2 separate regions of the Arachis hypogaea genome follow, and region 2 is linked to region 1. The links are chromatin contacts, called in public Hi-C maps. All regions are on one chromosome and are shown on one strand. Each heading gives the region's core, a stretch centred on a gene start, on an enhancer-like site or on the middle of the called end of the contact. The rest is flanking DNA. Distances are from core to core; before and after follow the strand shown. Region 1 has its middle 24 kb from the start of LOC112802116. Region 2 holds the start of LOC112802117 (transcription factor bHLH68).

Region 1 (7,603 bases), core at 1,347-3,846:
GTTTGTTTTTAAAGATTAGCACTAAAATTAGAGATTAAAATTTAATATTATATTTGTTGATTAGAGACTGAAATTAAGGCTATGTTTGATTTTGAGAATAAGATAAGATAAGATATTGAGAACAAAACACATATAAAGAATAAATACATAAAAAGTAATGTTCTTATATTTTAATTTGTTTAGTAATAAATTAGAACAAATTATGAGAGTCTAAGTTATTTTTATTCAAAAAAATTAGAAAAAAATTATAATTATGAAATTAAAAATTAATAAGAATAATAAAAAAAATAAATTGTATCTTTTGTTAGTATTTTTGTGTATTTTCTGTTCAGATAGATACAAAATACACTAATTCAGTTCTTTAAACACAATATCTGTCCATGTCTCATTTATCAAACATAATTTTATGTTTCTGTATTTCTGTCTTATTACCGTACATGTAAATAAACACAATCTAAGATTTCACTTTCAAGATACAGAATTTTAATCTTTTTAGTACCTCAAATAAATAGAGATATAGAAGACTAAAATTTTTAAAGACAGACTCTGACTTTAATAATATTTATTCTTAAAGATACTTTTATTTAATTAATTTTTTAAATTTCAAACTTATTTAGAGTAAAGTATTGTTTTTGTCTCCAACATTTGAGGTAAATCCTAAAGTTGTCCCTAACGTTTCAATCGTTCTATTTAAGTCTCTAAAGTTTTAAAATTGACTCAATGTTGTCCTACTGTTAGGGATCCGTTAATAGAATTGACGGCATGACAAAATTGAGACGATTTTGAAACGTCAAGGACTTAAATAGGACGAAAACGTTGGGGACAACAACGATACATATAAACTTCAATTTTATCCTTTAATAATATCAATTTTTTACTGTACATAGTATTCAATTATTTTTTAATCACATATAAGTAAATTATAGTTAGTCATTCTAAATAAATTAATTATTTTATAATTTTACTCTTAAAGTAATATAATTTTTTTATAAATAAATAAATTTTACACTTTCATTCTAAATAATGTAATTTTACTTTCATTACTTAATTACATTACTTATAATTTTTTTTATAACTTTACACTTTCATTTTAATCATATTACATTATTTATTTAGAATGAAAGTGTAAAATTTATTTATTTATAAAAAATTTCATTACTTTAAATGTAAAATTATAAAAAATAAATTTATTTATAACGAAAGTAATGTGATTAAGTATAAGTTACTTAGATGTGATTAAAAAATAATTAAATACTATGTACAATAAAAAATTAATATTATTAAAAGATAAAATTAAAATTTATTTCTATGTATCGTTTTTGTCTTCAATGTTTCAATCGTCCTATTTAAGTCTCTAACGTTTCAAAATCGTCTCAATTTTGTCCCGCCGTCAATTCTGTTAACAGATTCTTAACGGTAGGACAACATTGAATCAATTTTGAAACGTTAAAAATTTAAATAAAATGATTGAAACGTTAGGCACAATTTTAAGACTTATCCCAAATATTAAAGATAAAAATAATACTTTACTTATTTACTTATTATTAATTTTCATATTTATCTTAAACTAAATATAATATTAAAACATAATTCAATTCAATATATTTTACACTAAATATAATATAAAAATTTAATTTAATTTTAATCTCTCAATTTCAATCTCTCTTTCAAACAGGGCCTTACATATAGCTGTGACTTGTGAGGTAAGATATAGTAAGGAATTTTTCATGATTAATTTTAACAATATATATAGCACATGTTGGATTACTAACCTCTTGTCTTCTAGCCTATATGCTCCATGCTAGGTTCAGGAACACAGTCGAATTCAAGGTCTGCTATAAAATGCACATTCAAAATAATTCCAAATATGGAAGATATATAATCAACTACTATCTCAGCTGATTCTAATTTTTGTACACAATAGTAATTCTCATTATTTTACGAGCAAGTTAATATTTTGACTCTTAAATGATTCCATTTTTAATAAATGTAGATTTTCGAATAAAGAGATAATATTTTGATCTCTTAATTTTTTTGTCTGTACTTTTTAAATAATTATACAAATATTTTTTAACAAAATTAAATCAAATATATAAAATATTTTTTATTTATAAAAAGATATAATCCATGCTGTCATATTAAAATTATTTTTAAAAACATCAAAAATTATATTTTTTATAAGTTTAATTTTAATACAAAGTATAAAACATTTCATATATCAATCACATTAATTTTTTTGATAATTTTTTACATTGTCAATATAAAAAATAATTATTTTTATTAATATAATATTATAAAATTAAATATATGTTTAAAATTATTTTACATTCACAATGCATCAAAGTTAATTTTTTATTTTAAAGATTATTTTACCGAAAATAAAATTCTTTGACTAATTAAAATAATAATTCATTTTTGTACATATAGTACTATTATGTAACTTGGTTGGTTTGTTGATTATACATTTCCGTGTATGAATGAGATTTTAGTTTCTTCTTCTGAATCTTACAAAAATCTGACTACCACACCGTACCCCTGATAATAATAATAATAATAAAACAATAATAATAATAATAATAATAGCATAGGTTTGGATCAGGTTAATGTGTGAATCAAGGGATCAATTCGTTGTCTAAAGGAAAATAATTATTAAAAATTAAGATTACTATATATGATGAATTTATAAATGCAACAATCAGAAGAATTTGCAGACCAACTATCACCAAACCAAAAGTGATGGAAAATGACAGTTTGACACACTAATTGCCAATAATTAATAACAAACGACATCCTTATCTTAAATCTATCTGCTTCTGTTTCATTTAGTATTTTTAATAACATATCATTGCGTGTCTTAATTATTATATCAGAATTGAGACACAAAAATAAGAAAAATAAAAAATGGCTAATGATGTAAGCGGAATTAAGTTTCGTAGGTTTTTAACATAAAATTATCATAAAATATATATAATTAAAAATAACGGTTAAAATTATTAAATTATCATACATCACGGAGCACCTAAAACGTTTCCTATAAAATATTAGTAGTTGTTTTCAGTCATTTCATGGCAGTATAAAAAAATAAAATAAAATAAAATGAAACTATTAATAATTAAAAAATTAAATGATGATAATGATATGAAAGATGCATGGTAAATGGATATAATATTACCTTTCCAAGTCCAAATTGGGGGAAATTTCATATTACTAACCTTTTAATAAGAATGCCTATCCAAGTTCTAATTTTACACCCAATTGCAAGAGAACAAAAAATGATGTTGTTATTGTTAAACCAGTCACGTTTATTTTGTATGTTTTTCCTTAGTTCAAAACTTAATTTATTAACTTCTGATTTATTTTTCATTTGCTGTTATTGTTTTTACATTTTTTTAATTTTTCAAAATATAACAAGAATCGAATTTTATATTTTTTATTATAGAAATTTTGATATTGTTCCAAAAATTTAAAATAATGGAAGAAGATTATCTTTAAAGGTTAATAAATAATAAGCAAAAATTACATTAAAGTATAGATAATAAAGATAATTTTTTTATAGTTGATTTAGTTATTTTATATGATATAAAATATATATGCATTAAGGTGGAAACTCAGGTGTAGTCGACTTCATGTAAAGTTGATATTTGAGAGTTATTAGATAATTTGATTAATTTGACTAAATTTTTATCTAACGACACTTAGGTATCAACTTTACGTAAAGTCAACTGCACCTGAATTTTTACCGTGCATCAATATCTAAAATACTTTGTAACAAACACAGAAATGTCGTACAAGACTTTAGTAAATGATAAGTTTGATGTGATTTGAGTTAGAATGCTCACATTATTGTATAGAATAGTCTTGCGTATTGGAAACTAATTAATTAAACTCTCACAACTGCTACTACCTTTTAAGAATTGAAAGTGATGATCAAGTGCTTATCTCTCCAATTAATTTGGATGGATCGAGTGACCAATTTTAAAAGTTTGAATTTCACTTTATGTACATGCAGTAATTTATTGATCATTTTTAATCAAAATTTAAATATGTAATAGATTAATCTTTAATTATTAAACTAAAGAATATCATGAAAAAAATGCTTATTTTTGTTTTTCATGCAAATTAAATGCCCTAATTCTTCTCCCAAACCCCAAAATTGGTTGCTGAAATCACAGACAATCACCACGTCGGTGACTAATAAGCTGAATTAGACTAAATTGCCAAGGCTGTCACCAATTTAAGTCAATATCAAATGTCTAACTTCAAATGCATGAATAAGAGAGTTTATCTGCAATTATTATAAATTTGGATTAAAACAATCATTGAAAATATAACCAAAAACGTATAAGAATTTAACATTATTTTTTTATAAAATCATTTAACTTAAAAATTTAAGTTGATATATATGACGATGCATAAAAATAATTATCTCTCTGATATTTTTATCAAATAATTATTTTTTGAACTAAAAATTACTTTCTTTAAAATTGTACGTCTATGCATGGGTAACCTATATTATCAAAGATAACATTTTTCTTATTCAAAGGCTATTCTTTTAAAACTGTTAAAAGACATAATTATTTACATTATTTTTTTATCAGTTTAAATTTTTGAATAAATAATATCATAATATAGTATTAAAATTTTTATAACTAAAAAATTTAGAATTTAATATTTAGACATCCAAACAAAAAAATTAATATAAAACAAATAAAAACGACCTAAATCCAATTTAAGAGAAATTCTTGCTTAAAACAGCGTATTAAATACATAACCATATCAATTCTTATTGACTCCCAACAAAATAGAAATTCAGCATAGTAACATAAATTTTAAAAAAGTTCCTTGCGTAAAAGGTATATTAGAGAAACTAATATCGTTATTGACAGTTCAAAAAAATGAAAATGCAGACAAACTAACAAGAAAAAAGAAAAGAGAGATCAAAGGCTATACACAATTACATTTTGAGTCCAACAGAGATATTGATATAATAAAACGTGTTAGGTATAATGATTTTGGATTGATTTAGTAATTAATTTATTAATTTATTTAAATAAGTATTAAATATTTAAATTTTATTTTATCTATGCAAATATGTAATATTATTCTATTGACTAACAATAAATCTATAAATAAAGTTTAGTGATAACGTATTAATTTTTAATTTGTCAAATTAAAAAATATTATGAAAATAAAAAATTATTAGATGTATAGTTATCTATACCTATCTTTGTTACTTTTTAATTTAAATATGGAAATAAAAGTGGAGTTAAATTTGGATATGGGGAATACAGGTGCTTCACAGCTATGTGGTGTCAGTGGAACAGAACTCGGACCATGCGAGTTCTCCATCAGTAAAAAAATTAAAAATAACAAACAACTCGGAGATCCGTTTTCTAGCTTCCGAAATTCATATTTGCTCAACCACAAGTCGGACCATGCGATTTATTAACCAAAATTTTAAAATCAAACAACTCGCATGGTCCGATTTGTATACTCTGAGTTTTTTCAATTTTTTAACACAAATCGGACCCCCGATTTGTGTACTCCCATAATTTTAAAAAACACAAAAAATTACCATGTTAAAGTGTATCGCTCATTTTACTTCCATATCAAAATTTTTTTAGCCTCTTTTTTTATGAATTTAAATTTAAATTTTGAAATAAATCATTTCATGACAAAAATAAATATCTTAAAGCGAGTATAGACAACGATTCTCTTACTAGTTGCTATTACCGTTAGATATTCTCAAAATTGCCCTCACTTGGCAATTTATTTTGAGTACCAATTACTGAATCTAATATAATTGAATTGTATTTATACGGTATCTCTCAATTTCTCTAAAAACTTTTCCAATCTTTTTTACTTCCGATGTGCGATAACTAAGAACTAACTAGTACATCCAGAATAGTATAGAATCACAACTCCACAAGTCTTAAACAACAATGTAATGTTAAATCCACAAACACTATTTTGCACAATAATTCATGAAAAAAAGTTTTCGATCAGTGTTTTTATATATAAATTCACATAAAATAAAAGAATAGTGAAAATGCTTGACTGAAAAGTTTGGAAGTGAGAGTGTGTTGTGGGGTTAAAAGAGTTGTATAGAAACACAACTCCTTTTCTCTGAAACTGACAGTGACTTAAAGTTTTTGGACTCTGCGAGTGGGGTGGGCCCCCATGGGCCCCCATTAAAGGCCCACCTTGCCTCCCCTTCCTATAAAGCTAAAAAGAGGGACACCCACACCCACCCCCCCTCTCTCAAACCCTAAAATCAACAATGGCCCCACCTTCTAATTATTTCTCATACGCATTTCTCTCTTTTTTTATAGAATTAGTTTTTATTTTTCTTTAATAGTGTAGTTATTAATTACATCATTCATACGTCCATTGTGACTTCACAAATTCACATCTCCTTGTCCTTTGCTCATGGTCTAAATAATGTAATGCATAAATTAATAAATTTTATACCTGGTCTAACCCTACTAAAGGAATGAAAACGGTAAAAATAGATATTTGTTAGAAAATTTTTTAATTATACCGACACATTAGTATTTTAATATTTTTTTAATGATTGATTTTAATTATAAAAAATATATATATTAATATTTAAAAACTTTTTTATTTAATTTGTTAAATATAATTATAAATATAAAATATTGATTTGAAATATGATAATAATAATAATAATATATATTATTTTTATTATTAACGATGTAAAATATATAATCGCTCATGTGTATTTAACTATCAAAAATTAAATTTTTGAAATAAGAGGGATGAAATTTTTTATAACTTAAAAATTTAAAATTTAAGTTTTACCGATCCAAAAAAAACCCTATAGAAAATTGCATAAATCACTTAAAATTATGTAAATTTATATACTTATTAATATAATTTTAATAAATCATATAAATTTTGTTAAAAATATAATTATTTATATATTTTATTCTATTAGTTTAAATTTTTATAAGACGTGATTTTATAACAACAACATCCAAAATTTGTCTCTTTGTTCTTATTATAAAGCGTTGGTATTATTTAATAATACAACATTATAGTGTTCATTACTCAAGATGCTGATTTTGCTCTGTAACTGATGTAAAATGATCATTACAAGTGTTTAACATCATCTTCACCTTCATAGTTTAATTTGCTTGGTGCTTAAACATCTTGAAAACTAAGTTAAACTCGTGGTATCTATGCTTGCTTCTTCCCAATTCTCATTGGTAATAAGTAATAACTTGTGAATAATAGAAAGGGAGGTTAAATTTTCAGTATCAATTATTGGTTTATACTATAAACAGTTAAACACCGACCCCAACCATAAATTAAGTCATCAATTTTTCTAAGTGTCACGGATTTTGTTTTGACTTGTTAAGAGCATTAACATAACGTTTGTCACGGGCACTTGAGGACTCTTGTTGACTCTTAATAACTTCAATTCACTTTCAATTTTATTTCAACTAACCTTCCTTTTCCCTAGTCCTAAACCTTTTTATAGTTGCCCACGGCGTTCCTCGTTCCGTTATGTCAAAAATTTATGCGTCGCAGATTGAAGCTCTATTTAAGAGTTTGTCACTTATTAGCTAATGAGCCATTA
Region 2 (7,603 bases), core at 3,384-5,883, 38 kb before region 1:
AAAAAATTAAAATAAAAAAATATACTACAAAAGGGGTCTGAAATAGTAGAAGAGGGTTATGAAACAGAAACTCTCATTGTAAAATCATGAAAGAAAACCCAAAAAAAAAATTAAAATATTAAAGTTGAAGAGGGCAATAATCATACCTGTTCACTAGTAGGTGCTTTCCTCTTCAAGCAGTTTTCATGCAGTAGCTATAACCAAAAAGTAAAACAAATTAAAATGAGAATCTAATAAACCATGTTCAACTTTTTGCAATTAGTAAAGTAGTAAAGGAAGACATTAGTTTAATTAAAATAATATTATATCAGATAAAGCTCGCTTTTGATACAATATTTCTCTTTAATTATATGCTTTTCTTTATTTAATAATATATAATGAAGGTAAATTCTTTAAAATTTCGAAATTCAAAATCACCAAAACCCTTAAAAGATTTAATGGATCCAATGTAAAAAGCATACCTGACCGGGGTCTTCAGGGAATAAACAATTTTTCTCTCCCTGATGAACCTAATAACATTAGATAATTAATTACAATCATCACTCAATTACTACCACATAATTACTCATCAATTTCTAATTAATTAATAACATTCTCACAGATGCACTTGCAAGAACAAAAAGAATCAACAAGGCTCAGAGCTAGAGAGTGTGTGATATTATTCTTCATAATTACTTTCATCAGAAGTGCTAATTATACTTAATGCTAAATTAATTAATTAACCAGAAATGGATTTATCATAAATTAATATATAATATTCTTACAGAATGTTGTTGATGCCTTGTGTTCCCTGATCCATTGCTCAAGTATGGTAAACTAAGGGCCTGAAATAATATCCAAGGAATTTTTTTAATAAAAAATAAATAGTTTAACATAGTTTTAGAACTTCAATAAATAATAAATAATAAAGGGTGTGTTGTTGAAAAAAAAAAGTAAAGTGAACCTTTAACAGCGTGCTATGTACACACACACACAGATATATATATATATATCACTGACTCATCATAGTTGTTTGGGAAAACTGATTATTAGTAAAGGAATGTGTATGTATGGTACAAATATGTGAGAATTGAAGGAACATAAATGACCTCAATTTGACTCTGAAGGAATCTGATATACCCGATAGCTTCTAACAACACTGAGGCTGTGTCAGTCTGCAAAAAAAGTAAAATATAAATACCACACACCATAAAATTTAAATCCTCCATAGTCATATTTTATTATATCATAAAACCACTCATCTAAAAACTTAAGTTAATAAGAGAAAACAGTATAAATGATTATATTTTTAATATTTTTTTTAAGTAAGAGTTTTTTTTAAATTTACTTCATTTTTTGTATGTTTTTTTTTTATCTTATGCTATCTTTTTATTTTTGAAGTTTACCAAGAATCGAATTTTAAATTTTTTGGATATAAACTTCTAATATTATATCATAAAATCTCTCTTTTCAAAAACTTAAACTAAAAAAAGAAGACGGTATAAATAATTATATCTCTAATAATATATTAAAAAACATACTATGTATATTTTAAAAAAATTAATTTCTTTCCTTTGGACGGTGGATGATTACATCAACTATTGCTCGCTAGTGGATATATAAGATAGACTAAATAAAAAATTAGGTTGCCTTTGATGTGTCTTTTTATTTTTTTATTTTTACAATTTTTTGCTCTAACATTTTTCTGTTTTTATTATTTTTAACTTTTTTATAAAATTTTAAAAATAAAATGTAATTCAGACACATTTTATTTATAGTCATTATTTTTTATTTTAAAATAAAATGGGCCTATTTTATTAATTTATTTAATCAATATGCATGGTTGCATTCATATTGAACTGATTAAACAAGGCTTAATTAATTAATAAAATTATTAATTAATTACCTTCCCAAATGGGGAAACCAGCTGATGAAGTGCAGTAATTCTGTCACCTAACTTCTCCTTCCTGACCTGAAATTCATGAGAAGATGAACATAACATGTTAATTTGTGTCGGGCTCAAGCACATGCTCAAAAATTGGCTCTATTTTCTTGTTTCATTTGACTTTTTCCGATTCCTTTTTTTTTTCCATTTTATGATAAGGAAAAAAAAAGGGCTATGTTAAAGAAAAAAAATAAAAAGAGAGATAAAGAGAATAATCATGATTGGGTAATGGACAACCAAGAAAGACAACAGTTAGCATCCACATGATGTTCTAATTTTGTGTGTGTTTTTTTGCCTGAAAGAGAATTCAAGGGTTGGAAGTTTCTTCATAGTTATTAGTTTGCATTAACACATACATAGATACATACATACATACATACATACCTTGAAAGTGGATTGAGTAGTTGTGGAAGGTTGAACCCTAGCTTTCTTCACTGCCCCACCACTTCCACTGCTGTTACACTTTAATTTTCACAACCAAAGAAATTTTAGTTTTATTAATTATAACAAAAATTGATTTGTTGAATTAAACTGAAATAAAAAAAATGTGGAATTTTTGTAGTTGTAAGACATAATTAATAGTAAGAAAACAAATTTAATCAACATTTTTTTAAAAAATAAAATGTGATATCATCACTTTTTTTATCAGGAAAAAAAAAGGAGAGGAAGATGGTTCTTTATTTAATTTCCTTTAGTGGATGTTTTTATGGAAAATGTTATATTTTTTAATATTGTAAAATATGATAGCTTTTCTATGGACAAAATCAAAGGTGCTAATTGGTAAAGTTTCATCAGAAAGTAAGTTGGTGTAATAACTCATTGACCAAGAAAAGCTAATAATGAAAAATACAGATTTTTTTTTAATTTTTTTGATACATAGAAGCTCAATTCAATCAAGAATCCTTCATTAAGTTTCATCAAAAAGCAAGTTTATTTGGTGTAATTAATTATTTATTCAAGAGAGTTAAACATTTTTCAGTTGGTAGTTATATAAAAAAAAAAAAGAAAGGAAAAAAAAAAAACAAATATTGTAATTAATGTTGACTAATATGGGTACCTCAGATGATCGATCTGGTGGTGGTGGTGGTGGATGCCTTGCATCAATATTAGTCTTATGATCACTATTATTATTGCTTGAAAAATCAAGCATGTTGCTGCTGAAGCTTGTGACACATGAATTTGGAGACCAAGATGCAGTCTTTGATGGCTGAAGTTCTTCATTTGCACCACCATGGCCATATACATAGCTGTTAACTGAGCTTTCTTGCTTAACATCAACAAGAGAAGCATTGTTATTTGCACCTTGATGACTTAGCATTTGATGATGATCTTCTTCACCCACAAGTCCACCCCTTTCAACCCAAAACTCCAAATTAAAACCACACCATCAAGGAAAATAAATAAATAAATAAAGATTCTTGTGTGGAAAATTTTCAGATATTTTTAATATTAGTTGAGTTATATTAAGCAAGAACTAAAAAAATTCCAAAAAAAAAATTAATAATAATAATAAAGATGTGATATACTTTACTTAGATCATGTGAAATTTTTAAAAGATAATAAAATTTTGTTTCTTGAAATAATAATTGTTAGGCCTGCCATGCAGTGATGTTGTTAGTGATCTTTAGTGTGTGTATACTACATGTGAGAGAGGAAATTAAAAAGCTAAGAAGCTATGAATTGAAAGAGAGAGATATAGATATATATATACATGAGTAGCTGGCTCCATGACTCAGGAAGCTCTTGATTTTCATGCCAAGAAGGAGGCAAAGGAAGAGAGGAAGAAGAAGAAGAATATTGGGTGAGAAAGTTTGAAGAATTAGGAGTTGTAGACAAGAAAGGAGGAGCTTGTGGAAGAGGTGGAGGCCTCATGCTATTGATGTTCCACCAATTAGGGTTTCCGGCCGCCATTATTTGTTGCACCGGCGACCCATGAACAACTCCTCTATTCATTTTTTGTCTTTCTTCTTTCTTCTGCTTCTGCTTCTCCTTCTCTTCCTCTTCTTTCGTTTTTTTATAAAAAAAAAAATTTCGTCTTAGAAAGGAACAAAATAAATTTTTCCTTTCTTTTTTTTTTTTCTTTCCCTCCCTTTGCTTTCTTGATGTTCTTGCCCCTCTTAAAAAGAATAAAGTTCTTTTGTGTAGAAACTTTGAGAGGTGCTCCTTGAGGTTGATTAAGTAGTAAGGAGAACACCACCACTCCAAGGAGCTGTTTTTGAAAGAATTTGAATAATCATGGAGCTTTGAGTCTTTGTTTTCTTTCCTTTCTTTATTGCTTTTCTTTTTCCATTTTTTTTCTTTATTTGTTTCTTCCTTTCGTGTAATTTCTTTTCTTGCTTTTGCTTTATCTTAAAGTGGGACAGAAAAGGTGGTAGCATTTCGCATAATTAAGAAAACCCAAAAACATATGTGGAGAGCAGTGATAAAATCTCTTAATATGTGTAATAATAAACTAATGATGTTTTATTATTTTAATTTTTAAATAGTGAAATTTTTTATGTATTTAATATTTGAAAAATATATTAAACCAAAAAAAAAAAACAATTTCTCTCATTTGGAAGCTAAATGAATATTTAGGAAAATGATTTAAGAAGGTATATATTTTCCAAACTTTTCAAGATATATGCATACGTCTCAGAAAAAATAACTATATAGGTGAATGATATTTCGATCATATCGAGCCACGTGGCATTCTATGAAGGCTTTCACATTACAAGAACTTTTAAGGATGGATGTTTTTAAAACAAATTAATTTGACTTATCCAAGCTAAACAAACCTTCTTATTCATCCTTGACTCAAAACAATCATACTCATTCCATTAAGTGGTTGTCCATGGCAATAAGTATTCAAATTTGAATATTAACTTGAATTAAGAAAATAACTGTAATATTTTAAAATAATTAATTAAACCTTCTTTGTATACTTATAATTAAGTCTCTAATTTTTTAATTCGAATATGTATAAATTATTGACTAATTAGAAATATAAAAACAAATATGACATTTTAAAATATGAGACATCTAAATTTTTTCGTGTAAAATATATAAGGACAAATCGGTCCCTCAAATGAATTTAAAAATTTTATATTTTAAAAATTAAAATACATTTTTATATTTTTAATTAGTCGATAATTTATTTATTTTTAAGATAAAATATAGAGACCGATTTATTCTTTACTCATAATTTTTTTTAGATCGTAAAGTTGCTTTGAATAAAAGATTGATTGAGGTTCAAGTATAAATTATACCAAAATGTTTATTACGCACGGGTAAAACATTTACACTAGCAACATAATATAGATGAACCTAATCCTAATCTCAAAATCAAATAAATTAAGTCAAATTTTAGCGCACCTTTAAATCATAATGGCAATTGACTATCATGTTTGTATCGTGTATGTGGGGAAACACAAATTGTCTTAAATCTTAATAAAGGCGAAAATAGAAAGGCAACAATGAAAATTTCATGTTTTCAAATAATAACTATTTAAAATTTCTGAAAATACAAACCACACGATATTAGATATAGTGACGGTTATATTAGGGATTGTTGGTAATTATTAAAAATCTATTTGCTGGTATCTTAAAACCTAAAAGTCGTCATTTCACCAAACACCGTTAATCTATATTGTGACAATTTGAAACTGCCGTAAAACTCTTAAAATTTGTTGCTATTTTACCTTCTCATAATTAAGATTTTTAAAGAATTAATCTATATATCTTTTATTTTTTTTAATTTTTGTCAAATTTTATTATATTTAATTCGTAGATAAATATAAAATCTAGTTTCACGATATAATTTATGAAATTTGATTATATTATTTATCATTTTTAATTATATTGTCTATAAATTTAATTATTCATGTAAATATATAATTATTATATTTTCATATGTGTTCTTATTCGACCGTTGATTAATAACTAATCTTTTTTGTCCCTATATGATTTTTAGAACTAACTACATAAACGATGGATGCATTTTTTCTCTTCACCTAATAAATGCTTTGTGATGGGATGATTCATAAGACTGATCCAACTCAAAAGTTTCTCTGTTTTATTTACCTGCAAAATTAATAAATAGTTCTTCCAAAAACAAAAAAGTGTGATCATTGATCATTCCACCGATTCCCCCGCCCCTATAGTTATTATCAACAGAGATAAAGAAATATTATTTAATTATTATATATTTGCACATTAATTATGATGCCATGAGGTTTTTTAATTTATATCAAAATTAAATTAGAAAAAAAAAAAACTAGAAGAATGTTAGACGCAAGAGAAACCTATTGTGTATTGCCTAGTGTATTAAGCATATAATATTAAGTTGTTGGAATAACGTTTACCTAAAGCAATCAAATTAATTTTCTTCTATGTATAACAATTCTCTATTTTTAATTTTTCCACATACATCTTTGTATTAAGATTGTATGTATATAATACATTATTGGAAAATTAAAGTCATGCATAAGTCAAATGAAATAACTTTGTTAACGATTCTATGATTGACCAATGAATCAGAAACATGATAATGGTATCAACGACCACACTGGTTTTTGATGTGAAGGGGTTATGGCTGGCTTCAAATGCATAGCGCCAATCTCTGCTGTTACTTCAGCTTTTCAAAATTTCATGCTTCATATGCATAGTTGTAATGTTACGGAATTCATTCAAAATATTAAATAATTAAGTATTTTCCAATTAAATAACAATACTGTACTTTAGTTGGTAGCTTATGTCCCCTCCTCTTACATTCAATGATCTCATAATCTTGATTAATTTAAATTATTTTGTATGTATTATTATACTGAATCTATTTAGTGGGATAATATTTTGTTGTTGTTATATTTAGTACGTATTCTTTTAGAAGAATTAGTATAAAGAATCGATTATTAATTGGTTAATTTTTACTTCTATTGTAAAAATTCTTATTTTTTAAAAAATTTATAATTTAAAATTTAAAATTTAACGTTTATGGTTGAATATTTAATATTTAGAGGAGTGTTACACATATAAGTCATTTTTGTTTATAAGTCTTACAAGTTGGGCCTAACACATAGAAGAAGTTGGACCTAACACGTACGTTATAGAAGAAGAAGAAGAAGCGTGAATATAAATGACTTGTATGATTTGTATGGAAAAGCGTTCTCTCTTTGCCTTCGATCTCCTTCTGTTTTTTTCGATTTTCATGATTTCTGAAATCAAGCTTTGAAATTGTTTTGAAGATGATGGAACTTCAGAAATACACCCGAACGATTACAAAAATACACCCAAACGATTATAGAAATACATCCAAAAGATTACAGAAATACACCCAAACAGTTACAGAAATAAACCAAACGATTACAGAAATACACCCAAAGGATTTAAGAAATACACCCAATATAGGGAGAGACAGTATATTTCTTCTTGAAATCAATACACCCAAAGAATTATAAAAATACACCCAAAGGATTACAAAAATATACCCAAAGAATTTAAGAAATACACCCAAAATTCGTTGAAGTACACCTTATGCATAATTCAGAACTCTTTCTCTTTTTCCTCCTCATCTTCTGCTGCTGCTTCTTCTCCTTCAAAAACGATTTCAGAGGTTGATGTCAAAAAACAATGGAAACCGAGAATAACGAAGAAAGAAAACAAAGAGAAAAGCACATAAATGAAGAAGAATAACAGGAAGAG

What was found. A called contact is a pair of places that touch in the nucleus more often than the background predicts.
Region 2: a contact with region 1 is called in a Hi-C map of an unstated tissue, with 2.4 times the contacts expected there. The contact joins the promoter of LOC112802117 here to the enhancer-like site in region 1. A contact is called at or near these places in 3 of 8 Hi-C or Micro-C datasets (leaf and an unstated tissue).

Annotation. Positions count from the first base shown.
Region 1 is chr5:96,937,169-96,944,771 of arahy.Tifrunner.gnm2.J5K5, reverse strand. No RefSeq gene overlaps it. Among protein-coding and RNA genes, the nearest start is that of LOC112802116, 24 kb to the right of the region's middle. Within about 2 kb of position 2,596, at least 2 of the 3 cell types and tissues checked have open chromatin away from gene starts, as enhancers often do.
Region 2 is chr5:96,977,560-96,985,162 of arahy.Tifrunner.gnm2.J5K5, reverse strand. It overlaps LOC112802117 (transcription factor bHLH68), which reads right to left and starts at 4,633. Exons shown (of 9, transcript XM_025845169.3): 1 at 3,636-4,633; 2 at 2,982-3,276; 3 at 2,309-2,386; 4 at 1,886-1,951; 5 at 1,089-1,154; 6 at 765-824; 7 at 462-509; 8 at 147-194. The coding sequence starts at 3,877. LOC112802118 (a long non-coding RNA gene) reads left to right here. Exons shown (of 4, transcript XR_003202198.3): 4 at 6,443-6,702.